Regions from separate parts of the Mus musculus genome. Here all the other regions are linked to region 4. A link is a contact called in public Hi-C, HiChIP or PLAC-seq and promoter capture Hi-C data. All regions are on one chromosome and are shown on one strand. The core of a region is the stretch at or near the end of the contact, and the rest is flanking DNA. Distances in the headings are between cores, read along the strand shown.

Region 1 (3,189 bases), core at 658-3,157, 530 kb before region 4:
CCACCCCAGCCTAAACAGGCTTCCCAGTTAAAAAGTAATGACAGAACCAAGGGCCCGCCCACCCTCTCTCCCTTCCTCTTGGCCTCCCCTCCACTGGGGAGAGGGGATGCACCCAGGCAAAGAAGTGGGTGGAGAATGACAAGGATGGGAGGAGAAGCTCCAAGGATTTAGGGCAGCAAAAGGGGCTTGAAAGGCAAGCAGCAAGAAAGGGGGGGGGGGGGTATCGGTCTTACCTGAGAGCGAGCTGGATCTGCACCACTCTCGCTTGTGTCAGACATGTCTCAAGTTCACCTAGCAAAGCTGAGTTCAAAGAGAAGGCCTGGGTCAAGTGGAGAGCCCGCTGAACGTCGTATCCCTTGTTCTGCCTAGAAGCTGATCCTCACCTTCTTTAGGGCCCCAAAGCCCAGCCCCTCCCGGAGCCCCAACCAGTAGGTGCTCAGATACAGAAATTCTGTCTCTAGGTCTCAGTTCTCTGCAGCCGCACCCTCCCCTCCTCCAGGAAGATGTGCCAGCGCGGCAGCTCTGAGGACCCCGCCCCCTTTTCCCAGCGCACCCCCCCCCAGCCGCAGGCTTAGAGTGCGCATGCGCGTCTTCTGCAGCGCCCTTTCAACCCCGCCTGCTTTCCCAGTACAAACCCGTTCTTTGAAGTCCACCGTGCACATGCGCATTCAGCAGCTGGCCCAGTCTCTGCGAGCCCTTCTCAACACGCCCCTTTCTAGCTATACATAAAGCGCATGCGCAATGTCCACGGTCTCAGTCCAGCACCCAACTCCTATACACGCCCCTCTCCAGGTCCGCAATGCTGTTCAGCCCCGCCCCCTCCCCAACAAACCTTCCATCCAAATTGTCGCAGTGTCTGGTGGTCCTAGCCCCTCCCCTACTCACAACCACCCTATCAATTTCACAGAGCCTCCAGGTCCCGCCCTTTATCCTAACACGCCCCCCTCCAAACGGTAAAACCCAAATTGGTTTGGCTCCTTCCCTGTAACACCCCCTCCTCAACTCAGGATTGAACTAGTGATTCCATCTTAGGCCCAGCCAAACGGGGTCCAGTCCCCTCCCTTCCTAGCTGGATGGATTCGGTAAGATTTGGCTCTTAAGGCAGGTTTTCTCCAGATCCCAGAGGGTGGGGCCGACCCCTAGCAGGCTCTCATCCAAAGCTGGGGCCCATGACTTACCTCGTCCTCCTACAATTCCCGAGTGTGTCCACTCTCTCCAAGCCCCTCCGAAACTCAGATACTGCCCTCCCCACTAAAGGCCGGAAGTGGTCCCGCCCCTTTCCGCCTCCCTAGGGGGCCTCCGTCCCAGCCCGTCTGCCCCTCCCCCCTCAACACTCCTTATTCCCCCCCTCCCTATTCCCTTGCCTAACTCCGGACTCCCTATTTCCCATCGCATTTCCTATTTACTCTACAGAAATCTCTTCCCATTCCTTACATCCTTCTCTGTGTTACCTATGCAACCCCCCTCCCCAGTGTCCCTTAACCCTTCTCTGCATCCCCTATTCTTGTCCCTGGATCTCGCCTTCCCCTTCTTATTTCCCCATATTCTTCCTTCTCCTCCAAGCATGCACAGTTCCCCTTTTTCTCCCCTCCACCTCTGCCAGTCTCTGCTGTCCAGTTCATATACAGCTTACTACTTTCTTGGTCGTTCTCATTCTCACACCGCATCAAATGCAGCACTTCTGCTCCAGCTATAGTGGTCAAATAAGAATTGCCCACCTGCCCAGCTATAGGTTTCAGGTAGTTAGAACCACTGTCTGCTCACCAGGAAAGCCCAATGTTGTTCCCTCACCTTGTCCTCCAGTGAGTCTGGGATGCGTGTGCCTGCTCCTCTCAGTCCCTCTCGAAGTCTCAGCCTCCTGGACTAGAGCTGCAGACAGCCCAGCCCAGCCCAGCCCCTTTCCGCAGCCCCCTACCCCCCGCCCCCTTCCTCGGGGGTGGGGCAATGGGGCCCTGCTCAATGCTGTCTGACGCCAAAGCCCATGTTTATGCCTCTGTACCAGGTTCGGTCTGAAGCCCTTCCAACCCAAACTGCCCCCACGAAAACGATTCATTCATTGAAATTATTTATTTTATATCGTTATTTTTCTTACTACAAAAGTAGTGTGTTGTCATGTGAAAACCAGAGAAATGCAGAAATATGTAACAGAAAATTAAAAGCTATCTTTAATCTCCTTCCTCAGAAATACTCATGACATTGAGTACTTTGATAGACATTCCTCCATTAATTTTTTAATTTGTAGTCTGATTATGTGCACTTTCTCCCTACACCGGCTATACTAGTTACCTACTGTTCTGTAACTGCTTTTTTTCAAGTTATATATTCAAACCTCTTTCCCTTAGCATATGTTTTTTTAGAAATGTATAATGTTTTCTTGTATAACTGTCCTATAATTTATTTACTTAGTTCAGCTTCGTGTACTTTCTGGGTTGTTTCCCCCTTTTCGAACTATTACAAACAATGCTACAAGGACCATCCTGGTGTCTATATTGGACTGTTTTGTTGTTTTATTATGTTTTGCTGATTCAATTCATTTGAAAAAACTACCATTTTCAGCGTAAGTTAACTGTACAAAGTAATGACTTTTATTATGGCATTGACAGATTCACCCTCAATAACGTTTTTCACTAGTTTGAAATGGCACTTCTGTTGCCTGATAAATTCACATAAACAACTGGGTGTCTTCATGAGAACAAGATAAAATGTAAAGACAAAGAGAAGTAGACAAAATATCATTAGCAATAGAGCAGGTGAATGCAGACCCAGAAAAAGCTTATTATAAACTATAATTCACGGTAGTTATAGAAATAAAATTCAAGATCTTTCTTATACACAAATAGTCAGAAGTCTGCTTCTTGAGGTCACCTTTGCCCATACTGGACAAATGAAAGATAGCCAATCCTTATGGCTTTATGGACAATTTGATTCACATACATTTTCACACATCATCAAGGCGGGTTTATATATTCGTTTCATTTCCTATAAACTGTTACTTCCCCCAAGTTTGTAATGTCACCCTTCTACTTTCTTATCTCCTAGGCTCTCTCTGCTGAGCACAAATGAATAGTCTCTCATTTTCTTCCAATTCTGGTGCCCCAAATTCCTATCCTATCCAACTTATGGAAAACTTCCAATACCAAGAAAATAAAGTTCTCAAACCTGAGGGTCCTGAGGGTCTATGAAAGCACC
Region 2 (3,540 bases), core at 8-2,507, 1.0 Mb after region 4:
CCCCCTCCTCTCCTCCTTTCTCTATCTGTTGCTCCGTTTATGGGCTGTGTGCCTTTTCCGTTACCCCTCCCTCTTTTATTGTCTGGGATCCATTTTCTTTTTAAATGTTGCAATGCTACTCTTTTTCCCTTCTGCAGTCTAGTTTTAGATGCGATTTTGCCCTCTTGCCATCCCTCTTCCACGCCTTCTAGAATCTTCTAATGGGGATTCATCATCCTCATCTCTGACCCTCCCCCACACCTCTTCTCTCTCTTCCACACATCTCCCCTTCAGTCATGGGCTTCTGGCCCATGCATACTGATGAGAAGGATACTGCTTTGACCCAGAAGCCTGGGATATGCTGGATGATGAGGTCTCTGCGCTCCAAAAAGGGCCTTCGCATCTGGATGAATTTGCGCTTGAGACGCAAGAAGGCCTTGCCTGCCTTGATGTTCACCGCCTCCAGGTCCATTTGAATGCTCTCCAGGGCCTGCAGTATGCTCTCCATCCTCTGGGCACTCCTCTCTCGGCTCTCCTTCGCCTTCCTCTGCTTCCTTCTCCTCCTCCTCCGACGCTGCCGCCTCCTCACACTCTCCTTGTCATCCTCATCCTCATCTTCCACTATTATGATAGCCTCCTCCTTCCTCTTCGGACCAACTAACATCTGGGGCCCCCACCCTCCTAAGCTACAGGTTTCTAGGGCCTTCTCTCCGAGGCTGCTGGGCTCTGCAACCTGAAAGTCAATTGCCAGGCTTCCCCCAGAGATTTCTGAAGATGGGAGCGTTTCCATGATCCCTGTGGAAGGGGCCTCCCCGAACCCTGACTCCATTGCGTGATCCCATCCGGGACTCTCAGCACTCAGGGTGAAATACGCGCGGATCCCCCCTTCCTCAAGAATGACATAGGGCAGTGGTGGGGGCAGCGTGGGGCCCACCCCCCTCATGTCAGCCAGCACCTGTGCAGCCTCGGTTTCTTCCTGGGGTCTCGGACGCTGCTGGGGTGGAGGCAGGGGCAGTCGCTGGAGCGGTGGGGGTGGCGGGGGCGGCAGGTCGCGCTGACGGGGTTCCGAGCTGCTCAGGCGGGGGGTCTTGGCCGGAGGCCCCTCGTCCGGGCGGTCCATGGTGACCGCACTCACAACACTGGCTCTGCGGCTCTCAGACAAGGCCGTAGCCACCAGTCACACTTGAAGCGGAGCCGCCACACCTCACGCGACCAGCTCTGCTCACCACCTCGCTCTGACGTCCCCTCCCACAGCGCCTGCCCCACTCCCACAGCGCCTATCGCCCAGGCCCCGCCCACTCCCTGGCATGGCGTCTGCTCTGCCCGCCATTGGCTGCAGGCCTCGGAGCTGGCGGTAGCGTTCCCTCAGCCCCTGCCTTCTCTCACGCAATCCGCTTGCCAACACTACACATCATCATTTTCTAATTGGCTCCCTTCGCGCCCACCAATCATCAGGCTGACTGCCCCTCAGTGATGAGAGGAAAACTGCGGGGCGATTGGCTATGAGGAAAGCTAGGGTAGGAGCCCCCTCACCCTCAGTCTTGCAATGTTTTAGCCAATGGGAAAAGTACCAGTGATTCTGAAGACCACAAGACTAGGCCCGGGGAGGGTGGCTGGGAGTGCGCAAGCACCAGGGAACGAGATGTGCTCAAATGAAATCAGAGAGCCTCGCTATCATTCTCCCCGCCCCACTCCCCCAACAACTACGCACTTTTAAAATCTGTCCCTTCCCCCACCAGTTTATGCCTGTGGGGTGAGCGCTGTAGCCCCTCAGTCGCAGGCTGCTTTGAACTGCTAGTAGTTTAAATATCTGAGGTCTTTTTGCTTTGGTGGTCAGGTTTTGACATGGCTTTTTCTATTTCTGCAAAATGGCTCCACAGATGCAAAGAGTAACTTCCTCTGCGTCATTAAAAAAAAAAAAAGGTGATTCAACTAATGTGCTAGATTTTTCTAGAACTTTAAAATTCTCTTTGTCTACACATAATTTCTACCCCAGCTTTTCCTAAATGAATGCGGCTATTAATTGTACCCTAATATTATATTTTATTTTGTTTGTGATCAGAAATGGCTGGTCTTTGATGAGGCACGATGGTGGAGTTTTGGCTCTGGTTCTAGAATCCACATAGCAGGTGACTTCCACTGTGACTTTAGCCAAATCACTGCCCCTCTCTGAGCTTGTTTCTTCTACATTAGACATTCCTAAGGAGAGGAGATAATTGCCCATTGCAGCCTTGCTGTGGTAGCAGAGGAAGGAACCTCAGAATCCATCAACAGGAAAATGGATGTGATATGTGTTTTAGATGGACTACTAGAATAAATTTGATCTATGTATAGCAACATGGCTGGATTTCGCAAAAACAGAATGTTAAGTGAAAAAAGAAACAGAGCAAGATTTATAGTACAATACTGTTTATGTAAATTAAAACACATCAATACCATATATTTTCCACAGATACACATAAGTAAATAAACACATGAACGGTGGTTTGGAAGGACACACATTAAGTACTGAAGAGCGGTGCCTATGTGGGGTTGGAAGGATGGGATCAGGAATGGGTGATGAAGGGGACAAAGCAAAATAATAAAAGGACCTTGCATGGACCAATGATAGAGTGTGCCAAGAACTGAGTAATAGGGTCAGCTCAATTCTGTGCACCTGAAGAAATAAGTAAATAAATAGTAAATTAATTGAGTGCTTAGGGAGTAGGCCAGCTGGGTAGATCCCCAGACTTGGGCTTTTTCGTTATGTTATCTTTCCTTCTGAATTTAGTCAAAGCTAAACCAAGTCCCAGCTGTATACAGTGGAACCGTAAGAAGGACTTGCAGTTTAGGCTGAGCAGTTCCTCTAAAAGCCATTACATTGCAGGGGGCCATTTCTTAACCCCATTGCCTTCATGTTTGATCCCTCCCCTATTCCCAGTTCCTATTTCCATGGTGGTCTAATATAAGAAATACCTTGTTTGAAATTTGGGGTGAGGATTGAATCTCCAGACATTGGGAAGAGATGGGGTTCTAAAGTATTCTCTCCTTACCTGGTGCTCAGAAGCTGGGCCAAAGGAAGACAACTTTATGAGATGGGAGTTGACTCTCTTGACACATACATACATGAAAAATTTCAGGTTCCATCTCCTAAGCACTCTATTTCCTGCTGCAGGCACATACTAAGTTTTGTCTCCTCTCCATTGTGTGTATGTGTGTGTGTGTATACTCTATTTCTTCACATATATGTATTTGCTCACATATGTGTACCAGGCAAGTTTTCCTCAGAGGTTCTTACCCACACAAAGTCACACAGACACACACTATCTCATTCAATCATACCTCCTCATGTGATCATACACAGATAGGAGACATGGACACACACACACACACACACACACACACACACACACACACACAGAGAGAGAGAGAGAGAGAGAGAGAGAGAGAGAGAGAGAACATCCAATATAACATTGTTCATTTCACTTTTTCCATTTACAAAATCCAATGATGAATCCAGGCAGTTAGAAAAAGGAAACGGAGGAAAACCCTCCCGAGTTTACCCTATTTGCCCTCCCACCT
Region 3 (3,691 bases), core at 972-3,471, 670 kb after region 4:
GATACGATGGGGCTTTAGAGGACAGATGTTGATATGAGGGTGGATATGACCCATATTCATTGGTACATATATGAAAGTATAAAATAAAAATAAAAAACTGGCCAGGTGTGGTGGCACACGCCTTTAATCCCAGCACTTGGGAGGCAGAGGCAGGTGAATCTCTTGAGTTTGAGGCCAGTCTGGTCTACAAAGTGAGTTCCAGGACAGTTAGGACAATGCAGAGACCCTGCTCCCCCCCCCCAAAAAAGAAGAAAACCAAATCAACCAAACTACAACAAACAGTAAAACAAACAACCTCTCCATATTCTAAATTTATAAAGATACTCTCCTATATATTCCACAATTCCTAAAGTTTTGCCTTTATCATTTGTTTTGAATCCATTTGAAACTGGATTTTGTATATATTTAGAGATAGGGCTCCAATTTAATTTTCTCCCAAGCTACATTTAATCTTTGAAAATTAAATAGTAACTTTTAAAAATGTATGTGAGATTTCAAGCCTCTGATGATTTTATTCCCTCATGTTGCCTGTGACTGGTTTCCCAAAAGAGCTTCATATCAGATTCTATCAACTGAGCTTTCTCACCTTCCTAGACTCTTTAGGATTCTTCCCAGCTTTTAGACATTATTTAAAAATAGTTACAGGAATAGGACTAGAGAGATGGCATGGTGGTTAAGAATACTTCCAGTTCTTTCAGAGTTCTTTGAGTACTCGTGTTAGGTGGTTCACAACTACCTGTAACTCCAGCTCCAAGGGATCTGATGCCTAATGTCTGTGGCTTGTGCACACATTTGATCACGCTTGCACTTGCACACAGTTACAAAGCCGGGCAGTGGTGGCACACACTTTTGATCCCAGCAGGTGGATCTCTGAGTTCGAGGCCAGCCTGGTCTACAGAGTTCCAGGACAGTCAGAGCTAGATGGAGAAACTTTTGAAAAAATAAAAGAAGATACCCAGGAATAGCTGTGGAAACCACCAGACTCTTTCCATATCTAACTGAAAATGGCACTAACCCCGGCCTATAAAGACAATCTGTTGTCACAATAGGGGGATGATTCAGTAGACATCCTGGGCTGCTAAGATCATGACTATAAGGTGATAGAAGGGGAATGAAAGAATGAAGAAAAAGGGGATGGAAAAGAATTGGAGAAGGACAGGGTATAAAGGAGAGAGAGGAGAGAGGAAGAGAGGGGGGAGAGAGGAGAAAAAGAGGGAGGGAGAGGGAAGGAGGGGAGAGAGAGGGGGGAGAGGGAGAGAAAGAGGGAGGGAGAGAGAGAGGTGAAGAGGTGGAAATGGGGGAAACTTGATGTAATGGAGGGAAAAGGACAGAGTTGGAGCGAGAGAGGGAGGGAGGAGAGAGGGAGAGGGAAGGAGAGGAGAGAGAGGGGAGGGGGAGAGGAAGGGAGAGAGGAGAGAGAAAGAGAAAGGGAGGGAGAGAGGAGAGAAAGGGGGAGGGAAAGAGACAGAGGGGAAGTGGTGGAAATGGGGGAAACTTGATTTAACAGGGAGGGAAAAGGACAGAGCTGGAGCACTGGCTTAAGGACCTGGACTCCTAGTGTTCACACAAGATACCTTTCTCAGTACAGAATTCCAGTTTTGAAGCTCGAAAATGGATTGGACCCAAGTTGACTCTTGGATTTACAACGGCAGTCTTTAAATTCTGCTTGGAGAAATAAGAGAGAAGCAGACGATAGGGGCAGTATTTCAGAACACAGCCTTTCCCAACTTGTATCTCTGTTGTCTAAGAGATACTCTCATCGTCCTCACACTCTAAGCTCGCCTCATCTAAGTCCTCCCTTTGATCCCTCTTCCATCCCAAACTGCCCACCCTTCCGAGGGCGCCTTCCCATTCCCGACTGAATCCTTGGCTGAAGCGCTTCTCCCCGTCTCCCCCCTTGCTGGCTAGACTACAAACCCCAGCCGAGCTTCTGCCTCCCACTAGCTCTGGCAGAACCTTGAAGTGACTTCTTTCCCAGCAAGCGTGGGCTCAGACCCCGCCTGCTTGCTCTGATTTCCCCCGAAGTGATCAGAGCACTAACGCTTCCCGTCCTAGTTGGCGGCCACTTCAACAGTTGCTGGGTAACTACGTAGAGGGGCGGGGCCTGAGCGCCCAGCGCGTGCTCCAGCCGGGCAACAATTCAACAAAAGCGCTATTTCAGGCGGAAGTGACCATTTCTGGCCCCGGAAACAGGAAATCGTGATTGGCTTGGACTTATTATCGCGAGGCTTACTGTACACCCGGCTTGCACTGCGCTATTTCCCGCGCGGGCTAACCTCGTTCCCAGGAGTAAGGCGCGGCCTTTCCTACGCCAGCGCCGCTGTCATGGGTTTCCTGAAACTGATTGAGATCGAGAACTTTAAATCGTACAAGGGTCGACAGATTATCGGACCATTTCAGAGGTTTACCGCCATCATTGGACCCAATGGCTCTGGTGAGATTAAAACCGGCTGTGGCCCTGCGCGCGTCCCGGTCCGGTTCCCCCTGCTTGTCTGCAAAGTAGTACAACCTACCCCCATGCAACCCGAGACATTGTGAACCCTGAAATGTTCCTTGATCCTCTTGGTGGGGCTTGGATCTGAACTTGCTTTCCCTTTTGGCATACACTGAACTCGAGTCTCTTCCCAACTGTCAGTTGGCGGAGTTCGGCGCAGACCCCCTCTGGCCCGAATGGTATGGGCCGAACCGTGCGTCGCCCCGCCCACTACCCCTCCCGCCAAAAGAGGCGTTCCCGAAATTTGCTGCCAGTTGTTTGGCCCGCGGCTTCCTTCCGGTCTGCATTGTTCCACCTTCCTAAACTTGTTTGACACCTCTGGGAAAATTTGGGAACCGTAACTCTGCTTTGGCGTCCGATCCCAAGCTGTGTACTTTGTGCTCTACTCAGCCCTCCCCGCACCCGCACCTCCCGATGGAACGCTCCACTCTGATTCCTTTCCCCCCCCCCCTCTCTGCTGTGGCACTTTTGAATTTCTGACCCAGCGTTCCGCTCAGCAGCGTGGGATTGCGATGCCCCCCACCCCTCCGCATGCCCCCCACACGCCTAAGAGATTGTTGCTTTGATTTGCCTTTTTCCTACCAGAAAACCGTAAATAAGCCTGAACTTGTTCGCTTGCCAAATTGGTGGAGGGTTTGGGGTTTTATCAGTTAAGTTTATGCGGGGAGAGCAAATCCGAGATCGCGGGAAAGGAGAAGCAAAGTACAAAATAAGATAACACTTAGGCCATTATAAATGTTTTGTAGAAAAGGGGTTAGGCTGATAAGTTAGAGTGACTTTGATAGTAACCCTACTTTTTCATACTTAAGCCTACTATTTCATATCTTAGTTTTTGCTGTATAGCTCGTAGTTTCCTCTCACCCATCTCTAGAAGTATTCGTTATGAATCTTTGCTGTGTTCCTCCACTCCAGAGATATTCTAGTTTACTCATTTTCTAGCCTGCTAGGCCACCCTTACCTTGAAGTAGCTCATAGCGAATACCTTCACTGGACTCTTGCTTGCGGTTTTGTTCTCTGTCTAGAGCATTGTTTCCTAACACTAGCTCTTTAGCCACACACTTTCTCTGTGCGGTTGGTTCTGTGCATTGTAGAATGTTTAGCTGTTTTCCTGACCTCTCTCCACTAAATGACAGCACCTCCACTCCCCTGAAATGCCCATCAAAAATGTGTTCGGACAATGTCAGAGTTTGGAGTGCG
Region 4 (3,618 bases), core at 870-3,369:
TTCCCCAGCCCTGGGATTACAAATGCACTACATTGAGCCTGGCTTTTTGGTGTGGTCTTTGAGAATTGAATCCAGGTCCTCATGCTTGCAAAGCAAGCATTTTAACCAGAGAGCCATCTCACCGACCCAGAAAGGATGATTTGAAGGTAGAATAATAAAGGGTTTTCATCTAAAGGTATCTCACTTGTGGCTAACAGTTTCATTAAGTGGCTTATGATCCAATTATTTTTGTTGTTGTTGGGACTTAATTTTTTTCTTTACTGTTTGTTTTGTTTAGTTCTTATCTCAGGCTGACCTGGAAAATAATAATTTCAAAGTTGTGGCAATCCTCCTGCCTTGACCTTCTGAATGCTGGGTTTATAGATGTAAGCCAACACACTCAGTTAAAATATGGCATTACAAGCAAATGTGAACATGATAGGATTTATTTACTTCCTTGGTTCTTTGAAATCACTGGGTAGCCTAGGCTGGCCTAGAACTTAAGGTGACTGTCCCATGTCAACTTCCTGAGTACTAAGATTGCAGGCACATACCATCATGCCTAAGACAACAGTTTTTGCAGTAATCTTATCAAGTTAACAATGAGAAGGCTAATTTTTAGGAAAGGGATGCTGGACAAACTCTCTAGTAAGCACAGTTTACTAAAAACATCTATTCTCTTCATCTTTCATGCCTTCAAGCTATTGCCTTTCCCTTTTTTTTCAAAAACAATTTTTATTAGCTATTTTCTTCATTTACATTTCAAATACTATCCCGAAAGTCCCCTATACACCCCCCACCTCCCTCTCCCTTGCCTTTCATGTTGTCTCCCATCCCTGCTATTCTGGATCTACTACTCTTATGACAAACCCGGTTTGGAATTTGCAACCTGTTTTTGGTTTCATCCTATCAAACCATTCTGATGTCATTCCTGGGGTTCTGCTCTTTTATGTTCTGTAAATTCCAAGCCAGATAGATACAACTACTCTGCATGCAGATCTTGTTTTCTGCTGTAGTCTGGCTGAAGTAATGGGCCCTAAAACTTGACAGAAGACAGACTCTACATGGATTTCATTGGAGAAGCATGCTGAAATGTACTTTTCAAAAGACTGTGATCAAATTAGAACCTTTGCAGCTATTTTGAATTGTTCCCACATGGACACATTTAGTAGGTTGGAAAACAAAAAAAATCCCCTAACCATATGGCATAGCTTAGTGAGTACCAATAAGGTCCAAGTTGTAGTTGAATTTGAGTGGGTGTTTAATCTCCCTGACCAGAGATCCTGAGGCAAATTATAGGCAATTTCATTTTGTCTATGCATTCATTGTCTTAAGTAAATGTTTTACCATTTGTAAGGTGGATAACTCTTCAAAGTATGACAGTAGATGTTAGCGGTTTTTATGTATCATATGTGTTCTTCTCCTTTCGTTAAAAGTTGTGCATATCATCTTTTCAATGGAAGGGAAATTTCTCCCTTTCAGGGAACTTTAGCTCACTTTAGCCAAATTCTACTAATCCACAGTACTTCCTTTCCCATGATGCATCATCTCCATTTCTTTCCCTGGGCATGGTGGTATAATATCCTGAGGCAACTCGGTTGGATACTAGGAGTTCTGGTACAAATCCTATACACACATTTTCTTGGCCCGCTTCTTCTGACACTATGAGCATCAAGGCCTGACAGGTGTGATCCTCTGGTTCTAAGACTGCATCCTGAGGCCATCCGGGAAAAGACTACAACTCCCAGGATGCTCATCCGCCCCGCCCCTGTACCCCTCCCCCAGCTAGAAAGCGAGTATCACAGAGAAGACGAGGCAACATGGCTCCCGGAGGTGGAAGGCAGAGGCTTCACCCCCTTTGAAGCAGTGAAGAAGAGCAGCGGAGGGGAACGGGAAAAGAGGAGTGACTACGACTTTGTCATCGCTTTTATCTTCCCAGCCTCTTCTGAGTCTGGTCAGCCTCACCTCTGCTCTCCACCCGCACCCAGTCTGTGGTCTCCTCCCCTCCCCGCCCACGTTCCCTCGCCCCTCCCGTTCTCAAACCCTCTCTCCGCCCCCCTCGCCCCTACCCCCCGCGGAGTGCGCACGCGCCCGCCTCCAGCTTCGCGCGGGGATCGCCGACTGGCCCGCTTGCGCAGCCGCTGTTCCTTCTACCCACGGAGGAAGCATGGGCGTCCAGGGCTTCCAAGAGTTCCTGGAGAAGCGCTGTCCCGGGGCTGTGGTGCCTGTGGACCTCCTCAAACTCGCGCGCACCGTCTCGCGCCAGCAGCAGCAGCAGCACCTGCACCGCCAGCTGCCGCCAGCAGCCCTAGCGCCAGGGGCTCCACGCATCACCAGGGGCTCTGCTCCTCTGCCGCCGCCGCCGCTCCCGCCCGCTGCCTTTGGTGCTTACTCCGGGGGCGCGGGGCCGTCTCGGCACCATCACCCTGCTCACCATTTCCACCACCATGGCCAAGCGCCGCCAGGGCTGCATCCGCCGCCGCCCCCTCCGCTGCCTGGGGCTCGGGTATTGGTAGACGCGGGCTCGGCGCTGCCGCGGCTCTATGGTGGCTACCAGACGGATTGGGTTTGTGGCGGCCAGTGGAATGCCATGCTGGGCTACTTGTCAGCGCTGTGCCAGGCTTGTGCCTATCCGGGCGGAGACGGCCTGGAGCTGGTGGTCATGTTCCCTGGGGGCCTGGGGAAGGACCGACTGGCCGAGTGGGGCCGTCGGTGCCAGGCGGAGCGGCAGACTGCGCAACTGATCGTGGGACACGTGGGCAACAAGGGCACCCCTCCACCGCGGGCCTGGTTCCTGCCACCTGCCTGTCTGAGCCACTGCGTGAGGCTAGCACTCATCCGCTTCCGGGTCAAGGTGAGGGAGGGGTTAGATTTTTAAATGAAATGCCCCACACCTGTTCCTTCCAGACTAAACACCTAACCATTCACCGACCTACCTGCCACCCACTCAGTCAGCTAACTTACTGGCGACCATTTTATCCCCTCGTGCCCCCGTCATATGGCCTATTAATTCCCTTACCTACATGATTGTATCTCTAGCCATGCCATCCCCGTAACCCCCTTTACTCACACAATTGGCCTACCTGTTGGTTCTAGCAGAATTGACTCAAAATTCCTCCGGGCTTCATGTTTCTCTTGCTATCATCCCCCTCAAACTGAAATATGTTTTTTCTTCATTTTCCAGTTGACATTCCCTCCCCTATATCTGTTTTCAACCCCATGGCAAATAAAACAGATGTTAGTCGAACACCTTTGTTCTATAATTTTCCCCCATTTGACACCTAGTACTTCTTTTTTCCCCATCCATTGAGCCCTTTTCATTTCAACATGCTTTTATCTTGGCATGCCTTAGCCCAAACAATTCACTGATTGAGTCACTATTCAGGAAGATGAACACGCTCAGTAGGGGGTTTCAAAGACGGTTGGGGGTGCGGGGAGGGGCTCTCAAAAACCCCAAGACGCCATTCTTGGCTTTGAAAGATCAAATGCGCAGCATTTACTTGCTGGTGTAAATATGCATGGTGATTCTGTTTTCTGGTATGTAAGTTGCCAGTTTGGGTAGGTGGGTGGGGTGATAATCTGTGGGTTAAAATGGTCCTGGGAAACTTCCTGAAAAAGATAGACTTGGAGAATGGGCTA
Region 5 (3,529 bases), core at 384-2,883, 690 kb before region 4:
TATGGAACTACACAGTGATAATAGGCTCCAGAGTGGTAAATGAATTCAGGGCACGACAAACAGAATGCAGAGAGGTCTCACCTGGAATGTGGGCACCCGATGACCATGGTCATTTCTTCTATCCATCTTTCTGAAAGGCTAATAGCCGAGCCTGAAGGAAATAGGCCTGAGTTAGAGGATAATAGGAGGGTGGAAAGGGGGAAGATTTATCAGAAGTCTTGCTAAATCTGAAGGGTGAAAGAATTTGCCTAATTTTAGGCCCCAAATCTTTCTGGGTTTGCCTATCTAGAAGCCCAGAACATGTGGTCTCTGAGCTGCAGCATCTTTTGCTTCCAAGATGGCAAATTAATTCTACGACCTACACCTTAATACCCTCTACCACACCGCAACCTGACAGTGCGCATGCGCACAGAACGAGAGCGAGAGACACGCACACACGCGCGCACCCACACCCACCCACCCACCCACACACACACACACACATATGCGCGTGCACACACACACGCACGCGCGCATGATAACAGGTTTTCCAAATGCAGCTGGTCCTCAAGGCCCTCAATACGCATGCGCTATGGTGGACAGGACCATTCTAACCATCTCATGTCCACATATGTCCCCCGCTCTCAGAGCTACAGAACATCTCGATCCCACCGCCTCCTCCTCCTACATCATTTCTCAGCCCGTCCCCCCACCCCAGGCTCCACAGGGCCTCTTCGCGCCACCCCCTCCTACCACCATCCCACCCCACCCCCGCCCCCATTCCTGTGCGGCCGCGCCAGCCCGCGCCAACCATCAGCCACTCACTCAGGCTGTGGTTCCGCAGTCCTCCGCACCTCCCACCCTCCTCAAGCCCCCTCCCCCCCCACCCGCGCCGCAGTCGCCTTCGCCAACACTATCCCCCCTCGCCCCCCCCCCCCCCGGTCCACGTCTGCAAGGGCCCCGCCCCGCCCTTTCTGCAACATTGATACCCCACCCTCAAATCCAACAGGGATAACCCCTTCATGATTCCCAGCTCCCTAACCCTACCAGGTCATCCCCTCTTTCAAAGCAGTGCTACCCGGATCCTAGCCCGTCCTTTCTCCCTTCCAAGCCTGGTCCTCTGGCCGTTTAAAGAGGATTCTGTCGCTCCTTTCTTAGTCCAGATTCGATTCATCCTTTTCGTAGCCCATAACGGGGTCCAGCCCCCTTTCTTCAGCTTGATCCGGGTCCCTTACCTCCCTCCTGAACTCGACCCTCCTCCCTTTTTGCTACAGCCAGAACGTGTTCTAGATGTTTCCTTTCCAAAATCCCAACCAGGTCTGCATCCCTTCTTTCCATCCCCAAACTGAGTCTAGACTTTCCCGTAGCCCGGAGATTCCGCCCCCGCCTTTACGCAGTGAGAATTGGGTCCAGGCACCTCTAAACCCACCACATCGAAACCGCTAGATCCCGAATCCAGCCAGGTTCCTGTCAAACCTTAATGCTGTGTGAAGCCAGTCACCCCGAAGCCGCGGCTCTGAAGCCCCCACGGGGTCTTTCCTAAAGCTGGCCACCTCAGCTCACCTCGCCCTCGTGAGCCGAGAGGACGTCTGCTCTCTCCAAGCCTCTCCTCAGGTCTGAGCTTGTAACCCGCCCCCCTGGCCGGAAGTGGTCCTGCCTCTTTCCGCCTCCAGAGGGGGGTCTCCGTCCCTACCAGCCCGCCCCACCCCCTCCCCGCTAACGGCTTCCCAGTCTCCTCAGTGTGGCGCATCTGTTTACTACCTCTTGTTCAGCATTCACACCTAGTCTCCATTTCATTTCTCTGTTCCCCAATACGTGTCCCTGTTCCTATTTGATTTTTCAGTTTCTCCTGAAGAAAATGACCTCAGAGCTCCCACGCCTGTCCTGACAACACTAATTACATGGCGTGATATACTGTGAGAACGTCACATTCATTACTGCCTCTAAAATACGACTAGATTAAGATAGAGGCGCTGAACATTAAGGTGATGCTCTCAAATAATTCATATATATAATATATATTTAAACAATATGTAATAAATAATTAAATACATATAGTTAAACAGTAGATGTAAGAAAAATCAATTAGAGCCTGTCAGATGGCTCAGCGGTAAAAGCACTCCAAGCCTGCGGACATGAATCCTATTCCCTGGATCCACATGGCGGAGGTAGAAAACCTACTCCCACAGGTTGTCTTCACAGCTCTGATTGCACACAAACACATATGTGCATGTACACACACTTTATTTATTACAAATAAAAATGTAATAAAAAAATCCCTACATGCTTCTATTTTATTTCAAAATAATTTCACTGATTCCTTAAAATTAAAAAAAAAATTATTTGGAAACTATGGGAGCGGGCATTTAACAAAGCCCTGATATAATTCCAGCACTACTTGGGAGGGAGATGTTGAAGGGTCTTGAGTTCAAGTACAGCCTTCTACGATGAGATGATATATTAAAAATCATATGTATATGTGCATATATATACATACAAATATACATACACATCTTTTTTTCTCATGTTCTTCTTTTACTGATGCTCTGAACAAGGACTTAGGCTTTCTCTTGTGATGTAGCACACTACTCGCCAGTGCAAGAAACAATTTGTAGCATTCACTTTTTTTCATTCAATTATGTCAAACTGAGTAGAGACCATTATGTCAGAAAAAAAAGGCAGTCAAAGCTAAAATGAGACATTATAAAAAAGAATGACATTATACACTGGGCGTTGAATCCCAGCACTTGGGAGGCAGAAACAGGCAGATCTTATGAGTTCAGGGGCCGGCCAGGGCTACATAGTGAGGTCCTGTATCAAGAAAACCAAGGGATACTTTTGGGATAGCATTGGAAATGTAAATGAGGAAAATACCTAATTAAAAATAAAAAAGAAAACCAAACAACAAAAGAATTATATAATAAGAGACAATTCACAAGGACCATATAAAAATTAAAAGTATCTATGAATCCAACACTGAAGCACCTATATGTATGGAGCAATAATGTTAATAATGAATGGGGGATAGAGCACAGTCAAACAAATAGTAAAGGACTTCGATACCCATTTTCCAACAGTGTAGGGATTGTCTGGACAGAAAATCAGTAAAGAAAGGTCGGACTTGAATTAAGCCAGATGAACTTAACAGACATCTACAGAACATTTCAGCTGTAGCATACACATTCTTCTCAAATCTACATGCAGTACTCTCCAGCACACATCCTGAGTAAGACCACAAAACAAGTCTTAACAAACCTAAGGAGAATATTCGTCAGAACCCATAGAACTGTATGTCACTAAATGGGAACCTTAATATATACAAAAATAATTAACCACAGCATACAAATAATCTTTGATGTAATGAAATCTGTGACAAGTAGCTCTAACTTTATTATATAATTATCCTGCAACTATACATTTTATGATGAAGAATGGCAAAAGAACAGAATATTGACAGCACCTAAGCAATGTTGTGAAGGGTGAAAAGGAGCAGTTTACCTTAATATATTTGGATGATTGATTGAATGAAAACTAAAAGTAAAATCAAAGG
Region 6 (3,589 bases), core at 1,065-3,564, 890 kb after region 4:
TGTTCCTCAACAAGACTTGAAGCTTGGAAAACACTGAGCAACTTTCACTGAGCAACAAGTTTCAGCCTAGACTGTCACAGGCAGAATTTATGGGAGTCATACAGTTGTAGGTTTGAATTCTGGCTCTGTCACTTTCTATTTATGTGACTTGGACCTGAGTTTCATTCTACTCATCTGAAAGATGGGAGAATACTACTCCCCAGCACTTGGCTTTTTTTTTTTTTAATTTTCTTTCTTTTTTTTTTTTCGATACAGGGTTTCTCTGTGTAGCCCTGGCTATTCTGGCACTCACTCTGTAGACCAGGCTGGCCTCGAACTCAGAAATCTGCCTGCCTCTGCCTCCCAAGTGCTGGGATTAAAGGCGTGCACCACCACTGCCCTGTAGCACTTGGCTCTTAAAGAAAGGCAGACATTAGGCTGGTGAGATGGCTCAGTGGTTAAGAGTACTGACTGTTCTTCCAGAGGTCCTGCATTCAATTCCCAGCAACCACACAGTGGCTCATAACCATCTGTAATGGGATCCAATACCCTCTTCTGGTGTGTGTCTGAAGACAATTACAATGTACTCGTATACATAAAATAAATAAATACAAAAATAAATAAATTAGCAATGAAAATAATTTTTTAAAAAAGAGACGCAGATATTATTATCTCTAATCTTCCTAAGTAATGAAAGGATTACTTAACTTCATTTTATGAACAAGAAAACCAAGGGTCAGGGACGTGAGGTACTTGGCAGGGCCCAGTGAGTAAATAATCTGTTCCAGGAAGGCATGCTTTTGTATTTTCACATGCTCACAAAAGTTCCTGTTGCATAGTATGACTTTCACAAATACAAATCAATGCATTTTATATCACTGGCTTAAAAGACTGCTCGGTTTCCTTTTGCCCTGTGGTATGTCTGGGCTAAGGACATTAGAGGAGACTGGAGGAAGAATGGGTGGTGCTGAGACCAAAAGCCTGGTGTTCTTTACTCTTTACAGAGATGTTCCTCAGGTAGAAAAGCAAAATGTCTTCAGGTGAGGAACAGCAAACTTACTAACCTTAATTTTAATGCCTTTTCTCCTGTCCAGTTCCATTACTTTACATTATTATTACTATTATTACTATTGAGTTTTTGAGATGGGGAGTAGCCCTATCCTGGCTATCCTGGAAGTAGTTCTGTAGACCAGGATGACATTGAACTCAGAGATTCATCTACCTCTGCCTCCTGAGTACTGGAATTAAAGATGTATGCCACCATGCCTGCCCTTTTTTTTTTTTTTTTTGGAGACAAGAACTCACTGTACAACCTGCCTCTGCCTCCCAAGTGCTGGGATTAATGGCATGTGCCACCTACTGCCCGGCCATTAGTAATAATAATATTACTACTAGTACTACTACTACTACTACTTTGTGAGGCAGGATCTTGCTATGTAGCTCAGGCTGGTCTCAAACTCAAAATCCCCCCCTTTTTAGCCTCTATGTACTGCATATACATGGAATAAACAAAAATGTAAACATCCAGGCCTTTTGGTTTTTTTGTAGCAGTAGTTGCTACAAAAATGGATACACACATATTATACAAAGTGTTTATATAGTTACAATGTATACCAAACAGTCGAAAGCATTCTTTAAAATGCTGATGGCCAATGATACTGGGGAGAATAATGCATTTTTACTCTACGTGGGACTGAAGCTTCTAAAACTCCACATTCTCTAGGGAGTGAGGAGTTTCCTTCTTTCATTTAAAAACAAAAACCTCAGAGGTGTAAGTCTGGTAAATCTTCAATTCACTCAGCAGTAGACACGCGGAATGGGAGGGGGAGGGGGAGGAAGGGGGCGGAGGTTCCTCGAAATCACCGCCTTCCGTGGTTCTCACTGAAAGGACCTGAGAGAAGCAGCAAAGGACATTGGGGAGGAGACAACCGGCTTGGGATCTAGGGTGTGTGCGTGCGCGTGCGCGAGCGTGTGCGAGCGCGCATGGGCGCGTACTAGTTTAGGCTCACTACTTATGGACACTAGCTCCTCTTCCGGTTTGTCTAGAGACTGCGCATGCGCATCACTGGCCTTTAAACGTGCATCGCCGGTCCATCCGGTAAAAGGATCCGGCCATCGATTTACAATTTTGTTCTTCCGCCAATGAAATGAACTATTTTCTCTTAGCCTGAGAAATGTTTTTAACTAACCACCTCCAAATAAGGGACATATACAACCCGATTTCTTTCGGTCATCACATGATGAAGGCTTCCTAGGTTTTTTTCTGACTCAAAGTAAACGGAACTCGGAGAGACACCTTGCGGAGGGATCTGGTTTGTTGTGGTGAGGTACAGAGGTGGGGGGGAGGAGACGCTGACAAACCAAGATGGCGGTGGCAGCGGTGAAACCTGCCGCGACTGGGACTTAACTGTAGTAGTGAAGGCTTCAGTAGTTGGGAGGCAGCGGTAAGGTGTGGAAGAAACGGAACAGGACTAAGAACCTGTAAAAGGAACCTCAGCCTGAGACTTTTAGAGCACGGCACCCGCCCCCCTAAGCCCTTGACGGGCGGTGGCCGTCCTGCTTAGGGCCTAGACTCCGAGAAGTACCTCGGTTTCAGACAGCGGCGGCGCCATGCGTCCTTAAGGGCGACCTGAGCCCTCCCGATCTCTGGCCCAGCCCTCGGGCCCACCATGGAGCTGGGGTCCGACGATTTCCTACCGCCGCCGGAGTGTCCGGTGTTCGAGCCTAGCTGGGCCGAGTTCCGAGACCCTCTTGGCTACATCGCGAAAATCAGACCCATCGCCGAGAAGTCCGGCATTTGCAAGATCCGCCCACCCGCGGTAAGGCTGGGAGCTGATGGTCGCCAGCGGCGAGTTTGTGGGTGGATCCGGGTAGCCAGTGGTGAAGTCCCGGGCGGAGGGCAGCAGGTGTGGGAAGAATATGGGATGGCTGGTATTTTGTGGATGCCTCACGAAGCGGAAAAAGGGTGCTGGGGTCAGGGCTCCTCGTTTTGTGGCATACAAGTGACCTGGGGTCTGAGACCCACTCCCACTCTGCTCTTGAGAATTTCCCTTGATTCAATACACAGATGCTTAATGGGCTGGGGAGAGTTCGCAGGGAGGCACAGAGACTCCCATCTTTTACTTTGTATCACCCTGGTCGAGGCAGTTACAAAGTAACGACTACTGTCATTATTCCCTTTAAGGCAAGCTGTGTGGTGTAGTGGAAAGATCACGTCTCAAAAGGGAGTCAGACGTGAGTTTAAAACTACTTAGAAGGTTAGCAGCTGTATGACCTTGGGCATGTAAAGTAATCCCTGAGCCTGTGAATTGTGTGCTGGGAATAATTAGATTAAACCAGGTAACATAGTGCACTCTGGTAAGTGGTAATTACTGTGACTGTGAAGGTGCTTGATGTGGTCATTGGTTTGCTTCTGTGTGTGTTGACTCATGTTTACTCACGCTGTCAGGCCAATTCATCTCTGATAATATCCTAGCCTGGTGGCCAGTCAGGAAATCATTCTCACAGGGAGTGCTCTTTCTGGCTCCTGCGTTTTCTAGTTGAAGGTAATGTCAGAACCTTCTTGCACATGGTCCCCACAGCCTTCCTATGGAGAAGTTTAGACCAGTTA

The links. Promoter capture Hi-C pulls out the DNA fragments that hold promoters and counts their contacts. A called contact is a pair of places that touch in the nucleus more often than the background predicts. HiChIP or PLAC-seq counts read pairs in DNA pulled down with a chosen protein or histone mark. Capture Hi-C pulls out chosen DNA fragments and counts their contacts.
Region 1: a Hi-C map of uterus shows a contact between it and region 4, with 10 times the contacts expected there. The contact joins the promoter of Maged2 here to the promoter of Fam120c in region 4. A contact is called at or near these places in 2 of 39 promoter capture datasets (hippocampal neurons and pre-B cells), 5 of 484 Hi-C or Micro-C datasets (CD4 T cells, embryonic stem cells, muscle stem cells and 1 more) and 2 of 115 datasets of contacts at active chromatin or transcription factors (astrocytes and large pre-B cells).
Region 2: a promoter capture Hi-C map of erythroid cells shows a contact between it and region 4, with 5 times the contacts expected there. The contact joins the promoter of Tspyl2 here to the promoter of Fam120c in region 4. A contact is called at or near these places in 2 of 39 promoter capture datasets (erythroid cells and pre-B cells), 4 of 484 Hi-C or Micro-C datasets (CD4 T cells and CD8 T cells), 3 of 115 datasets of contacts at active chromatin or transcription factors (astrocytes, regulatory T cells and thymic regulatory T cells) and 2 of 9 other capture datasets (adipose tissue and liver).
Region 3: a contact with region 4 is called in a promoter capture Hi-C map of liver, with 3 times the contacts expected there. The contact joins the promoter of Smc1a here to the promoter of Fam120c in region 4. A contact is called at or near these places in 3 of 39 promoter capture datasets (hippocampal neurons, liver and pre-B cells), 6 of 484 Hi-C or Micro-C datasets (CD4 T cells, CD8 T cells, cardiomyocytes and 3 more), 2 of 115 datasets of contacts at active chromatin or transcription factors (astrocytes and stem cell-derived neural progenitor cells) and 1 of 9 other capture datasets (liver).
Region 5: a promoter capture Hi-C map of hippocampal neurons shows a contact between it and region 4, with 10 times the contacts expected there. The contact joins the promoter of Tro here to the promoter of Fam120c in region 4. A contact is called at or near these places in 8 of 39 promoter capture datasets (the 3T3-L1 cell line, cranial neural crest, embryonic stem cells and 3 more), 2 of 115 datasets of contacts at active chromatin or transcription factors (both in embryonic stem cells) and 1 of 9 other capture datasets (pancreatic islet).
Region 6: a contact with region 4 is called in an H3K27ac HiChIP or PLAC-seq map of microglia, with 7 times the contacts expected there. The contact joins the promoter of Kdm5c here to the promoter of Fam120c in region 4. A contact is called at or near these places in 4 of 39 promoter capture datasets (the C10 cell line, erythroid cells, liver and 1 more), 2 of 484 Hi-C or Micro-C datasets (CD8 T cells and nephron progenitors), 3 of 115 datasets of contacts at active chromatin or transcription factors (astrocytes, embryonic stem cells and microglia) and 1 of 9 other capture datasets (liver).

What each region holds. Positions count from the first base shown.
Region 1 is chrX:150,812,438-150,815,626 of GRCm38.p6, forward strand. Maged2 (melanoma antigen, family D, 2) reads right to left here and starts at 1,908. Exons shown (of 13, transcript NM_030700.3): 1 at 1,792-1,908; 2 at 234-300. The coding sequence starts at 278.
Region 2 is chrX:152,341,227-152,344,766 of GRCm38.p6, forward strand. Tspyl2 (TSPY-like 2) reads right to left here and starts at 1,258. Exons shown (of 7, transcript NM_029836.4): 1 at 314-1,258. The coding sequence starts at 1,099. It overlaps Gpr173 (G-protein coupled receptor 173), which reads right to left. Exons shown (of 4, transcript NM_001359449.1): 4 at 2,372-3,540.
Region 3 is chrX:152,014,207-152,017,897 of GRCm38.p6, forward strand. It overlaps Smc1a (structural maintenance of chromosomes 1A), which reads left to right and starts at 2,222. Exons shown (of 25, transcript NM_019710.2): 1 at 2,222-2,434. The coding sequence starts at 2,326. It overlaps Ribc1 (RIB43A domain with coiled-coils 1), which reads right to left and starts at 2,089. Exons shown (of 8, transcript NM_025660.3): 1 at 1,957-2,089; 2 at 1,575-1,662. Gm39540 (a long non-coding RNA gene) reads left to right here. Exons shown (of 2, transcript XR_878280.3): 2 at 1-100.
Region 4 is chrX:151,342,104-151,345,721 of GRCm38.p6, forward strand. It overlaps Fam120c (family with sequence similarity 120, member C), which reads left to right and starts at 2,120. Exons shown (of 16, transcript NM_198105.2): 1 at 2,120-2,833. The coding sequence starts at 2,147.
Region 5 is chrX:150,655,803-150,659,331 of GRCm38.p6, forward strand. Tro (trophinin) reads right to left here and starts at 1,634. Exons shown (of 13, transcript NM_001002272.3): 1 at 1,543-1,634; 2 at 82-151. The coding sequence starts at 126.
Region 6 is chrX:152,230,913-152,234,501 of GRCm38.p6, forward strand. Kdm5c (lysine (K)-specific demethylase 5C) reads left to right here and starts at 2,315. Exons shown (of 26, transcript NM_013668.4): 1 at 2,315-2,798. The coding sequence starts at 2,649.